Linked DNA regions of Zea mays: regions 2, 3 and 4 are each linked to region 1. Evidence: chromatin contacts called from public Hi-C data. All regions are on one chromosome and are shown on one strand. Each heading gives the region's core, a stretch centred on a gene start, on an enhancer-like site or on the middle of the called end of the contact. The rest is flanking DNA. Distances are from core to core; before and after follow the strand shown. Region 1 holds the start of LOC100282843. Region 2 holds the start of LOC100282715. Region 3 holds the start of LOC103651420 (GDSL esterase/lipase At1g28600). Region 4 has its middle 63 kb from the start of LOC100382454.

The links. Hi-C and Micro-C count contacts between places; a contact is called where the count stands out from the background.
Region 2: a Hi-C map of tassel shows a contact between it and region 1, with 2.1 times the contacts expected there. The contact joins the promoter of LOC100282715 here to the promoter of LOC100282843 in region 1. A contact is called at or near these places in 2 of 25 Hi-C or Micro-C datasets (endosperm and tassel).
Region 3: a Hi-C map of tassel shows a contact between it and region 1, with 4 times the contacts expected there. The contact joins the promoter of LOC103651420 here to the promoter of LOC100282843 in region 1. A contact is called at or near these places in 3 of 25 Hi-C or Micro-C datasets (bundle sheath, ear and tassel).
Region 4: a contact with region 1 is called in a Hi-C map of leaf, with 4 times the contacts expected there. The contact joins the enhancer-like site here to the promoter of LOC100282843 in region 1. A contact is called at or near these places in 5 of 25 Hi-C or Micro-C datasets (bundle sheath, ear, endosperm and 2 more).

The regions. Positions count from the first base shown.
Region 1 is chr3:219,843,663-219,846,943 of Zm-B73-REFERENCE-NAM-5.0, forward strand. LOC100282843 reads right to left here and starts at 1,326. Exons shown (of 8, transcript NM_001155749.2): 1 at 1,218-1,326; 2 at 1,013-1,082. The coding sequence starts at 1,220.
Region 2 is chr3:219,590,719-219,594,299 of Zm-B73-REFERENCE-NAM-5.0, forward strand. LOC100282715 reads left to right here and starts at 1,373. Exons shown (of 5, transcript NM_001412184.1): 1 at 1,373-1,773; 2 at 1,863-2,084; 3 at 2,563-2,711; 4 at 2,792-3,068. The coding sequence starts at 1,503.
Region 3 is chr3:219,649,732-219,652,861 of Zm-B73-REFERENCE-NAM-5.0, forward strand. LOC103651420 (GDSL esterase/lipase At1g28600) reads left to right here and starts at 1,412. Exons shown (of 7, transcript XM_020550527.3): 1 at 1,412-1,569; 2 at 1,766-2,103; 3 at 2,200-2,421. The coding sequence starts at 1,824.
Region 4 is chr3:220,053,283-220,056,471 of Zm-B73-REFERENCE-NAM-5.0, forward strand. No RefSeq gene overlaps it. Among protein-coding and RNA genes, the nearest start is that of LOC100382454, 63 kb to the left of the region's middle. Within about 2 kb of position 1,334, at least 19 of the 20 cell types and tissues checked have an H3K27ac peak or open chromatin away from gene starts, as enhancers often do. A contact at or near this core is called in bundle sheath, ear, endosperm and 2 more, where this site is marked.

The DNA.
Region 1 (3,281 bases), core at 76-2,575:
ATACCGGGAGGGCGGTCTTTCCCTCCCCGGCCGAGTTTTTTGAGTAACTCCTCAACCTTTCATCAGAGACTAAACAGTACAACAATAAAGCCTTTTTAGTCCCAAGCAAGTTGGGATAGGCCAGAGTTAAAACTCAACCAAAACCGCAATTTAAGGTTCCGCAGATGGATAGCTGTTATCCATGCACTCATATTCAAGACTAAATCTTTAGATATCTTCCATCCTTTCAAGTCTCCTTAACCATATTCTCACCAGTCACCAAACAGCTTACGGTACTGTTGAGTAGATCCTTGTTGCAAGGGTACTATCAGCAGAAGATGATACAGCCTTTAAGGCTGGTCAGAACAAGAAGACAAAAATTGCCAGTAACAAAATTAATCCGCAAGAAACCGGATGCATCCCATGTATTATCCAAAACACAAGAGGATACAAATCCTATAGGAATAACCCCTTTGGAACAAAGGAGTGGGTTTTTTGCAAATCCTATTTAATGGCTTGTTTCATAGGAATTTTGGAACAATTTTTACTACAGAGGTTGAACCTCATGGAAAGCTTCCTTCGTGTCAGTCTCTCATCGAATTCCTCTGTTTTTCCTGTGATCCGTCTAATACGTTTAAACTTGCTCTTGCAGTTTTATGTGCTTTCTCAATCCATAGGATTCAAGATGTTAGAGCATTTTATTCCTATGTTTTCCTATTACTGCGTTTCAAAGATGGCTAAAAACCCCCAAATCAGCACACGAATAGCTAACGGCCCTCCGTGTAGAATCCAGTGCCCACAAACCAACCACGCCCCCCTACCAATCCCATATCCATATGCCTTCCCACAATCCCACCGGGCAAAATATCTGCTGCCTCAACCACGGATCAGTACCCAGTCCGCCAGATCTCTAAGAAATCACGGCAATAAACGTGGCGCGGGCACCAGAAACTGTATCTCCCAACATCCGGATACGAATAATAATAATAATAACAACAACATTCGAGGCATATGGAAGGCCAGAGAGAATCACCAGTTCCACCGTCGCCAACGATGACGAGCTTGAAGCTGGGGTAATCCACGCCCTGCTGATTCGGCAGCGCCTGCGACATAAAAAAAACCACACAATCACCGAACGATCAGACGATCCGACCAAGGCAAACCGCAGGATCTACGTCAGGATCACCGAGCGACAACCACCCTGGAATAATCGATCTATCGCGGCAGTTCGTGCTCACCATTTCTACGGCGCGAAGAGGAGTATGGTACGGGGCGGCGGTGAACAGAGAGACCGAGGAAGCGTCTAGAGAGAGTTCGAAATGGGCTGGATTAGTAGAGGGCGTCTGGAGCTGAAGGGGCCGACGCGGGGGCTTTTATATGGGGGAAATGGCGCTTCTCTATTGCTTTCTGGTGGGGGAGCGGTGCCGGTGTGGCCCGTGTGGCCGTGTAGGTGTAGCTTTGGATGGACGCAGGGATCTGGTGCCCGCAGCGGAAGGTGCGGATCGGTGGGCGTCGCTAGCTTTCCGCCCACGCGAGGTATCTGGGCCCATTGGGCCCCGATTTTCGGCCTGCGCGCGAACAGTCGTCTCTACGCCAACGGACACCTGCGCGGCTGCCTCCGTCTCGTTTTGACCGTTGTCACTGCGTGACTGCCCTGCCGCCGAGTGAGCGTTTGGCAGAACTTTGGCTCTAACTTCTCTTTTAAAAAGTTGAGGTCCTACTAAACATTTTCTTTAAAAACGGTTTATTACGGGAAATACCTAAAAGTCAGCCGTTTTTACTGTCGAGAATAAGTTATAAATAATAGCTTTATGATCTGGCTCTGGCTTTAACACTTTAATACATAGACATGACTTTGACCTTAAGCTAAGCCGTTTCTAACAAACGATTTACGAAATAGCTTTAACTTAAATAAAGCTATTTTTTAGAAAAAAAGTCAAAGCCAGAGCTTTATCAAACAAACTCATATTTGGTCAGGGATGTTCCTCTCCTACTTTTTATAAAGTTTGGCTTAAAATATTTATAAGTTAAAGAATTTTTTCTTTAACTTAGCCACTGTTGTATCAATGGAAAGTACGTATCAAGCATCGTGATCGCCGTGTAGCAAGCACATCCAATCCATCAAACGTGCCCGTCTTTTTTTTTTGGCTTTTTGACCCTTTTTTGAAAGATTTTTACAATTGCGTCTTTTTTAGTTTGAATTTAGAAAATAGATATCTCGTCGTCAATATAAATGACACTAAAATCTATAAATTAAGCTGACGTCTACATGGCAAGAGATGGACGGCGACTGCTTTCCTAGAAACGGCCGGTCGGCCTCATCCAAAAGGAGGTCTGCGATAATGAACGTGGCTTTATATTGTCGGGCTCGCGTCTCATGAGCCAGCCGTCCAACACGTGCCGACCAGATGAAGAACGTGGCATCTTGCATGCAACTAAACCTTGGGAGAGCTAGGTAGCTGTATTACATGTGTCGTGTGTCTCGATCGTCCGCCGCAAATGCTAGCTTAGCTTGGCTACCTACAAGTTAATACTGGTATATATGATGATTATAATCACATAGGATACGTAAAACGTGATGGATTAACAAATCAGGAGAAAATCTTTCGGAAAAGGTTCAAAAAAGCAAAAAAAAAAAACGGTCAAACGTGCTCGTCGCTGCCTTCTCTAGGCGTGATATACAGGGTTCATGCTATAGCTAAGGCATTATTTGGTTCACGAATTGTAACATAAATGATAATACTAACACTCGAGTGAAAGCAGTAATAAGTTTAAATAGTCCGATTTTAGTTTCCATCTAGTATCAAATTACGGTTAGACTTAAACAAACATTGTATAACATCCAAGACGATTGTTTATAAGGATATGTTAGACTATCTTCGACATATCTCTTATCTTATCTCCTATTTTAAACTTCTCTTTTCAACACGTTCCCTATTTTCCATACTCTACTGAAGATAGATTTATGGTACGTCTTTTTGCACAACATAAAATATTTTATATCATATTGATATTAGACATGTCATATTTGAAAACTTCCACGATGAGTTGTATGGTTCTACTTGTATTTTAGATGACGTTTAGACTGACATAACATCATAATGGTAGGTCCATCCACGCCGACGCCCATGCCCATTACGTCGTCCATCACCACTACCGTATAATTAAACTATAGATGTCCAAGTAGACGAGCTGTGGCGGCTCGGCCCGAACATAGCTAGGTCCGGAATGGATTGAGACCGTGTCTGCATGCCCAGGATTAGCTAGCGGGTTGTGCTGGCCCATAGGCCTCGAGCGAGGTC
Region 2 (3,581 bases), core at 123-2,622, 250 kb before region 1:
GCTAGAGACCCTGTAAATTATTTTAGAAGAAATTGATGTAGCAACAGATCCAATCACTCGTGATTGGACAGAGACCGTGTTAGGCCTTGTTCGTTTGTGTCGGATTGGTGGGTCGGAACGATTCCGAGCCGGATTGCTTCTCTAATTTATATAAACTTTGATTAGCCGGAACGATTCCGGGTACAATCCGATGTAAACGAACAAGGCCTTAGGCAAGGTTGGATCCGCCTTATCCATCGCCAAGTCAGACGCTGATGCATGCATGTCTGCCGCATTTTTTTATTGGTTTGATGACGCTGAGAGGCCAGCCTCTTGGAGGTCCCGGAGATCATTCACCGTGCCTTCCTCAGCCTCCCCTAAGGACGATCACTACTTAAAACTATATACTTTTGCTCTTTTTTAGACATATGAACTTTGTTGTGCTTATTGTATTTGCTTTTGGGTCATCAACCTAACTACCGCATATAATGTTAGTGGTTATAAACTATTGTTATGTTATGTAATATATGTGGTCTGCATATAATCGTCAAGTTTTTGCCTATTTGAAAGCACTCAGTTTTTAAGAAACAGGTTTATAAAAACTGACTTGGTTCCAAATATATCAGTTTGTGTCCCAGTTTATAGAATCTGGATTCTCAGTTTCTTAAAAACCAAGAAGCTACTTTTCCCTAGCTAAACCCAATTTATGAAAAATAAAGTGGTTCCAAACATTATAACCCATTTTTTTTTCATAAACCAGTTTCCAAAAAATAGAGACATATAGAAATTGAATTCTTAAAAACTAGATTGCTTTCAAATAGGACTTTGGAACAACTTCAAATTATCGTGTTATGAGTTATTTGCAATCCAAATTTATTACTATTATTATTATTATACTTTATACCATCATAAAAGAGAACTTTGTGCTATTTATATTATTTATTTATGTATAGTTTTGACACTAACTACAGAAGCGGTTGTCACATCAAGCCGTGCAACACGTGGCCAATGATCTACTATATGCATATAAAGTCGGCATGGGACCCGATGGATGGAGGACCACACGCCACTACTGGAGTACTGTATACTACGTACGAATGCAAAGCAGCTAGCAAAGGCGCGTCGTGGTCGATCGAGTATATCCAGGCTTGCTTGTCTCGAAAGTCACAGCAAAAGTCACAGCAAGCTAATTACTCCCTCCATTCCTTAATATATATCGTTCGTTAGTACAAATTTGAACTACTAAATAACAAATTAAGAGAAACGGAGGAGTACTATATTCGAAGAAATTGATGTTGCCCTTGGACAGATCCAGCAACCACTTTCGTTGGAGTTGAGTTAGATTGGACAGACCGTTTCGATTGGGCCCCGCCTTATCAATCGCCAAAAGTCAGACGCCGATTGGCTGCCGCATTTATTATATTGGTTTGGTACTTGGTAGTTTGGTGACGCTGAGGCCTCGTCCCCGATCAGACTTGTTCGGCCTCTTCGACGGCGTGCCCGTCTCCCCGGGCTCATTCGCCATGCATTCCTCAGCCTCCGCGAGAGGAGGACGAGGGCTCCTCTTGCCGGCGGCTGCGGCGGCGGTTGTGGTGCTACTGTTGGGTGCAGTGGCGCCAGCGGCGGGTTGCTATCCGCGCGTGTTCAACTTCGGGGACTCTCTGGCGGACACGGGCAACTACCCGTTCGTCTATGGCAACGACTCAGCCAAGCTCCGGCCACCCTACGGCGAGACCTTCTTCCACCGCGCCACCGGGCGCGCCTCCAACGGGCGCCTCGTGGTCGACTTCATCGGTAAGCTACCCACACTACGGACGTATTGATGAATTAGACTGCGTGGTACGTAGTACTGACTTTGAGATTTGGGATTCACGTGGTCGCAGCGGACACGCTCGGCCTCCCGTTCGTGCGACCGTATCTGAGCGGACGGAGCGCGGAGGACTTCGCGGGCGGGGCCAACTTCGCCGTGGGCGGCGCCACGGCGCTCAGCCCGGACTTCTTCCGTGCAAGGGGGTTCCACAACATGGGAAACCGAGTGGACCTCGACATGGAGATGAAGTGGTTCCGCGGCCTGCTCGACCTACTCTGCCCCGGCAACCTCGCCGGTATGTATGTCTCCAGCTGTTTCACCTCCTCGTCTCCTCCTGTTCCATGCTTCCCCATTTGACGCCCAGGACTCCGGTAAGGTTGATGCATTGACTGAGATGATAAATATCAAATTTTAATAATCTAGGGGTTTGGGGCTTCAGCCTGAAAAATGGGAACTTTCCTGGGTAAGAAACAGGAACTTTCTCCTATATAGAAACAGGAACAGAGGATACGGTCTGGAAAACCCTTCTTCTGATTATCCTATTTTTTTTTACCATATTTTCATATTTTACTGAAAGTACGCTAAACGATCGGTAAATACGATAAACGGTGTTGATCGGTATGGGCTTCCCTTCCCTGTCCTGTTTTTATCCTCGGCTCCAACTGCTAGGGAATGTATTAGTTTTATCGGAACATGGACTGCAGTAACTCCATCACCTTCTTTTGTTTGATGTAATCTCTATATGCTGATTCAGGATCATGTCTGTTGCACAGGTTGCTCGGATATGATGAACCAATCTCTCTTCTTAGTTGGAGAAATCGGGGGCAATGACTACAACGGACCTCTTCTTTCTGGAGTTCCCTTCGAGGAAATTCGCGCCATCACTCCGAGTGTTGTTGCGAAAATTTCTTCTACAATCAGCGTGAGCATTAGTTTTATTGTAGGTGCTGTAGCTGTTAACAACATATATAGATAGTAATTTACAATGCATTGAGTTTGCAGGAATTGATTCAGCTAGGAGCCAAGACTCTTGTGGTTCCAGGAAACCTTCCTATTGGATGTGTCCCAAAATATCTGATGATATTCAAGAGCAATAAGAAAGAGGATTATGATCCACAGACAGGTTGTCTTAGATGGATGAACGAGTTCTCACAGTACCACAACAAGCTTCTTGTGGAGCAGCTCAAGAAGCTTCGCAGGCTCCATCCTGGAGTAACCATCATCTATGCTGATTACTATGGAGCTGCTATGGAAATATTCCTTTCCCCTGAACGATATGGTAATATCAACTTATCTAAAGATTGTTTGACAGGCTAAATTTACGCCATCAAGTTTTCAGAAACTATTTATTTGGGAAGCCAAGTTTCACAAGTTAAGGAGGCCTTTAGTTACTGTTAGTCACCATGCTTTACTTGTATTTTAGATTCGTTTTTGCCGTTCGTTTACTCCAATTTTTAGCAATGAGTTTGATGCATTTAGCTGACCAGCAAATCAGAGTTTGTTTGATTATAGTTCTTGTGGTGTCCTAGTACCAAGTAGTATCAAACTATATATAGTAAGCACATGATTAGCATTGTATAACATCATGCAGAACTGGCAGTTTAGATCATTTAGCATTAGTCTTTCCTTCTTTTTTATTGGATATTCCTATTGCTGCAGTAGTATATATATATTCTATGCATACTATAAGGGCTAGTTTGAAAACCCTTTTTCCAAGGGATTTTTATTTTCCTAAAGAAAATTAGTTCATTTTCCCTTAAGAAAATAAGGATCCCTTAAGAAAATTGTGTTC
Region 3 (3,130 bases), core at 162-2,661, 190 kb before region 1:
CTACTGGGATGAGTTACTACAATTCTACAAAAGCCCCGTTCAATGACCATTACTACAATTTCACAGTCTCCATAGGCCAAGGAATGGCAAAGCAAGCTGGAGCCTACTGGTTTGGAAGTCCAAACTATGGAGTGTTTACCTGGGATGACAAACTTTCAGGAGCTCGGGTTAGCATATTTCATACTCCGGACCGAATTAGTTAAAAGTATTTAGCAAGATCTTATTGCAAAGGAAAAACATGATCCGCCATGCATGTCAGCAACATTTTGTATAAAGTTGAACATATAAAGAAAAACTTCAGTCTTTCCCAAGATACTACTACACTATCAAGGAAAATCAGAAAAGGCTTATCTGTGTGATAACGTAGCATTCTAATGAATATTGATCATCACTAACACATTTTTTTACTCTCACCCAGGTTCTTCTCAGCAGATTGCAACTCTTCCTAAGTACGGGGTACCCTTACGAAGAAATACTAAGAACATTCCACAACCAAACTGACAACGACATGTGCTCATATTTACCTGTATTCAATCCATTCAGCTTCACCCAAGGTTGGTGATGTTCCTCTTTGTTTCTCTGTTTCTTGCTCCATAGAACAGAGCTAAGCAGTGACACATTTTTACAGGAGGATTAATACAACTCAACCATGAAAGGCCTCAATCATTGTGGACCTAATACAATGACTACTTTATACAATGACTATTAATACAGTGACAACTCAACCATGGTGTCAACACAACCTTCCTTGCTTCTTTATACAGTGACTATCTTGAAGCGGCTGACACGCCTGTGGACCTAATTCTTACACCGCACAAGGAACAAGGCAAGCAAGGTAGCAGCCATTGGATCATTCCACACGACGTTCAGCAGCTATCGCCGGTCAGCAAGAAATCCACAACAGATCAACAATCAATCTGTGATTACTACGCATGAAGCATGCTCTGATGTTAGTTTCAGTTTCAAAATTTTTTAGGGACAATTTATTAACATTCTGGTGTGGGATTACATTTTTTGGAAATTTTATTCCAAGAGCCCCCAATAAAAGGTTTTGGGGATATTTTTAGCGTTTTTTGTAGATGCTCTATGTGTAGGAGAAATTGAAGCATTGGAGGTCAAGTGGTCAACCATAAGGGCTACTTTGGTAACCTCAAATCCCCTTCGGAATTGGAAGGAATTGAGGTGGAAATGAACTAATTTCCTCTCTAATATCTTTTAATCCCAAAGGGGATTTGAGTTTCCAAACTAACGCTAAGTATCCAAAGTCAAAGCTGAAGCCTGAGAGAGTGAGAGTCCGCGTGAGCTTCTCCTGCTATAGTATAACGTAAGGTCTTGTGTGCAAAAAAAAAAAAAGGCAAATGAGCACAGCATGCACGGCACGAGAAACGAGAGACAGACAGCTCCACCCCCACTGTCTAGCGGGCCACACAACAATGTAGGCCTACAAGGCCGTTACTATAGTTAATGGCCACGTGTCCATCCTTTTGTTTGCACTCACGAGTCACAACGTTTATAAAAGCAGGACAGTCAACCATCTAGCCTGCCCCAAATCAGACTCGTTGAATTCAGGTGCTGTTTGGTTCACGAAATGTAACATAAAGGGTAATGGTAATGGTTTACACTTGATTACGGGCGGTAACAAGTTTGAATAGTCCGGTATCAAATTTTAGTACGGTATCTGATTACGGTTGGACTAAAACAAACATGATTTAACGTAATGACTTACCCATTACGTTACAAATATTTGAACCAAACGGCACCTCAGTTTCTTCTACGGCCGCCTCGAGCAGCGCGTGCCGACTTGATACCCTGGGAAAGAGTCCATGGCGTCCTCTGCCCCCGGCAGAGGAGGAAGACAGCTGATCCTACTACCGGCCGCGGCGGCGGCTGTGGCGGTAATGGTACTAATTGGGGCGGAACCGGCGTTGGCGTGTTACCCGCGCGTGTTCAGCTTCGGGGACTCGCTGGCCGATACCGGCAACTTCAGATTCTACTACGGCAACAGCTCCGGCGAGCCCGCACTCCGGCAACCCTACGGCGAGACCTTCTTTCGCCGCGCCACGGGGCGATTCTCCAACGGCCGCCTCATCCTCGACTTCATCGGTAAACTACAAACGCCTATCTGTCAGTCGACCGTTCGATCAAATTATCCTGCGTGGTACCGGTAATACTGATTCGAGATTTGTCGCGCGACTGCAGCGGACACGATGGGGCTCCCGTTCGTGCGGCCGTATCTGAGCGGTCGCCGCGCGGAGGACTTCGCGTCCGGCGCTAACTTCGCAGTTGGCGGCGCCACGGCGCTCGGCCCGGACTTCTTCCGCTCCAGGGGTTTCGACATCGGCGACGGACGTGTGCACCTAGGCATGGAGATGAAGTGGTTTCACGATCTGCTTGAGCTCCTCTGCCGCAGCGGCCGCTCCGGTATGGTTGCTCCCTTTTACCTCCTGGACTCCATCCTCTGCCTTCGACCTGATCTTTGGAATTCCACTGCTATCGGGGGAGAGAGAGGAAATTCTAGTGGCGGGTGGGGAAAGTAGCATATAGCAAATGAACAAAAAAAAAGTTCGATGTATATGGTGTGGTGTGCAGGTGTTTGGCGATGGAACGAGAAAGGTGCGCGTGCGATGCAAAGGTGTTGATAGGGAATGTTTGAATTCCAAAGTTATCCTTCCAAATCTAAAGAGAAGAAATAATCGAGTGAATGGTGATATAGGCAAAATGATTCATCATTGATGGTAACAGCAATAAATTGACGCTTGTGGATGGTATCGGTCCAATGCTAACCGGACAGTCTATACAGTCATTGTCAAAACCAGAACTGAAAGTTCAGTCTATATCATCAGAAGCCGTGGCCCAACATTCTTCTGCATCAGTTTTTTCTTTTGGTGCCTCAAATCACCATAACATTGTTCTGCATCAGTTTTTTTCTTTTGGTGACAACTTACGGTTAGAAATGGGAGATTCTGTGAAATAAACTATTTAGTCTCTGGAGGCATTCTGCTGCAACACAACCAGAAAGAAACTGCTTCTTATTTAATTGTTTGGAATACAGTCACAATCATCAGATACAAAATTACTGACAATCAGGGAAATGTCATACAACCAAATGCGTCTACTTTCACTTGGCACA
Region 4 (3,189 bases), core at 84-2,583, 210 kb after region 1:
TCTCTGATCCAGCCTTGGCCCCTAGTATCGCGTACTACCAACAAGACAGCAGGAGGAATCTTCTCTGTGCTGCAACCGCAACTCATTGCCAATGATAAGAGGAGAGAATCCGTACAAGACTCGTTGCTTTTTTTTCTCTCATAGTAAAGGAGTTAAACATTCCAAACTGTATGCTGTTATTGATGTACTCCCTCCGGTGCAGTAAAAGAAGTCATCCTGCGCGTGACCGAACGTGCACAAAAAGAAGTCATAGCGCGCGTGGGTCTGGGATTTGGACGTTGTTGCCCCTAGTAATTGCACAAAAAAAGATGCATTTAAGAGGAATCGAACTTGAAGACCTCCAGTCTAGAATGCCTTGGAGCTGCTGCAACAACCAATCAAGCCTAATTGTTTTAGTGACGTTAATGCACCCATATCCCTATTTAATAGGGGCAAACAGGGAAAACTCTATGATAATTAATCACTCCTTGGTATGCACAATCATGTCATAAACGACTACCTTTACTGCACTGGAGGGAGTATGTTCATGTACATGAGAGAGAGAGAGAGAGAGATGTGTCACTGGGACACTGGCCAAGGTTTCAGCAATCCTGTCCGTAAACAGTGTAGCATTCCAGACGTGTCATAGAGCAGTCTAGGTCGGACTTGGACCCCGTAGGCAGGCTGTTGATACCCCCCTGTGTCTTCCAAAATTGTCGTGAGCCTTTTTCGTTTTTGTGTAGATTGGATTACGGTTTATTTATTCCAGCTGACCGAGGGCAGGACACAGGAGCAGATGATTTTTGCCGTGGCATGTCTATGTGAACTGGATACAGGAAGTTGACAAAAAGAAGAAAAAGAAAATCAAGGTATCTGTAGTGTCCTCGTCGTAGCAGCAAGGCAAGGCAAGCAGCCTCTCCGTTGAACGACAGCGGCCATGGGCTGAATTTAAACGGAGGCGGGCTCCGGTTTCAGGCTTCCAGCACGTATATCACTCACTATATGGATAATGGGTATGGACCTGAGCCCGATCCTTTCAAATAGTCGCCCAAACTACGTTTGCATGTCCTCGAGTCATCAGGGCTGGGCTTTGGCAAATGCCAAATGACAATCATCAGCCTGCGACGTACGACGCCAGCAGGAGGCGACTTGAGGCGCCTGAGAGCGGCCAACAAGACGAAGACGCCAAAGCTCACGAGTTACCGGCGCGTATCGTAGATTCCAGTTCCACGGCGGGCCGGATGGACTGATGGAGGCAGCCTTTCGATCACGAGTCACGCGTCTGGGCCGTCAGCTCCCTCAGCCGCTCGCACATGGGCGCGGTGGAAGAACTGGCCGGAACCACGGGTAGGCGTGGCCGCTGCGCGGTCTGACTCTGTGAGCCATCGGCGTGACCGCTCCGCCGTGCCAGTGCCAGGGCTCAGCCGTGCAGTACGGGTGCGGCGGCGCTGCTCTACTTGTGCTTGGCCCCGCCTCACGATGCGCGGCAGACTAGAGCTATTGCACAGCGGATGCATGGTACGGTAGGATCGAGTGGGGCGCTAGAGCACCAGCGAATACGCACGAAATAACGAGGACTTCTTTGAAATGCGGGAAAATTTTCTATTTTCTGTGCTTTTCTTGTAAAAATGAACTGATCCCTATGAAATTCCAATAAACCGAAAACGTCGAGGGGGGCGTACGGTGGGTAGGTGGTTCCAGTTTGCAGCACTGCAGGACTGCCACATGACAGGATGGGTTCGGACTGAGGTACTGAGGTGGGTTCATGGGGACCAGCACAACCCAACCGAGTAGCGACGGACAGGACTAACGAGTAACGAGTAACAGCCCAACCGAGCGCTCGCGGAATCACGACCGTCCGTGGCACGGTGCCCGGCCCATTACGAAGAGAAAACGGCCCACGCATATGTATACGCGGGAGTAGACTAGTAGATGCCGCAGCAGCATCTATCTCTGATTTGAATCATAGTTGTCTGATCTAAACTCATATTCACACCCATCTAAACAACCGAGCGCCTCCATTACATTTTTTGAGAATGGGGCTATTTTCATTCTGTGTTTGGCGAGTAGAACGGAACTGATACATTTTTTTTTGTTTGGTTGAAGAATAGAATAGAGTGGAGTCGCTTCATTCATTGTTTGGTTGGAGAAACATAATGACTAGGGAGGAGAGGAGAGCGCTCGTGTCCGGTCGTTTCGGTGGAACAGGACCATTCAAAGTATTTGTCTTACATAAACTCTAGAAGCCACTCTACTGCTCTTTCGTTGAAAACAAAATATCCAAAAAGAAAACAGGAATGAAGCTGCTTCATTCTCTTCCGCTCTTCAACCAAACACACCTACGCTGCATTTGGATCCTGTCCTCGCTTACCTTCATTCCCCTCTCCCCTACTGTGTTGTGCTGTTCGTGTCTGGTCCGACTCCCTAATTCTCTTCTCTCATCCTACCTGCTAAAAGATCCTCAAGGCTTAACGATTCCGACTTCCGAGATCAGCAAGAAAACGTCGGAGAGGATGAAGAAATCTATGGCAGCGGCGGCCGGGAGGACAGAGCAGGTGATGTTGTAGACAGTTAAAAAAACGAGTGCACACAGCAGGTTTTAGCAGCTCTCCGTTTGCCTTTGCTAAACCATGCCACCTCCAGCGCTCTGGCGCATGTGTGTGTGGTGTGATGCCTTGCCTGGTCCAGACAATTGCAGGCTTCAACTGTCCGCGAATCCCACTTTGCTGTCGAATAAATCTCTAACAAAAATCACCCGAGATATCATCCTCGGCTAGATGCCGCGGAAAGAGACCGCCGCTCTGGGCCGCCACCACCTACGCTGCCTTTTTTCTGCTGGATCGGCGTCGCAGTGGTCCGACCCGGCCACCGTAGCGCGCAGGCGCGAGGTCTGCGCGCGATTCCATTTGCCTCCACGTCGCGGCGCACACGAGCGCGGGGCCGCCACGGCCACTGCCATGAGGTCCCGCGCCCACTCGTCAGCGGCGCCTCGTGGCCGGGGAAGCGGCTGCCGGTTGCTGACTGTGCCCGCCCGGAGCCGCGGAGCCCGTGCCCCGGGGCGCCATGCACGCAACGGCGTCGCCGAAGCACGCTCCCCGCTGCGCCGCGCCGCGTGCCGCCACACTGCCGGCGCCCGGCGGCGCGCTATAAAGCCCGAACCACACGCGGCCACTCCCTCTCCGTGGAAATCGGAACAAACACCACAGGTAG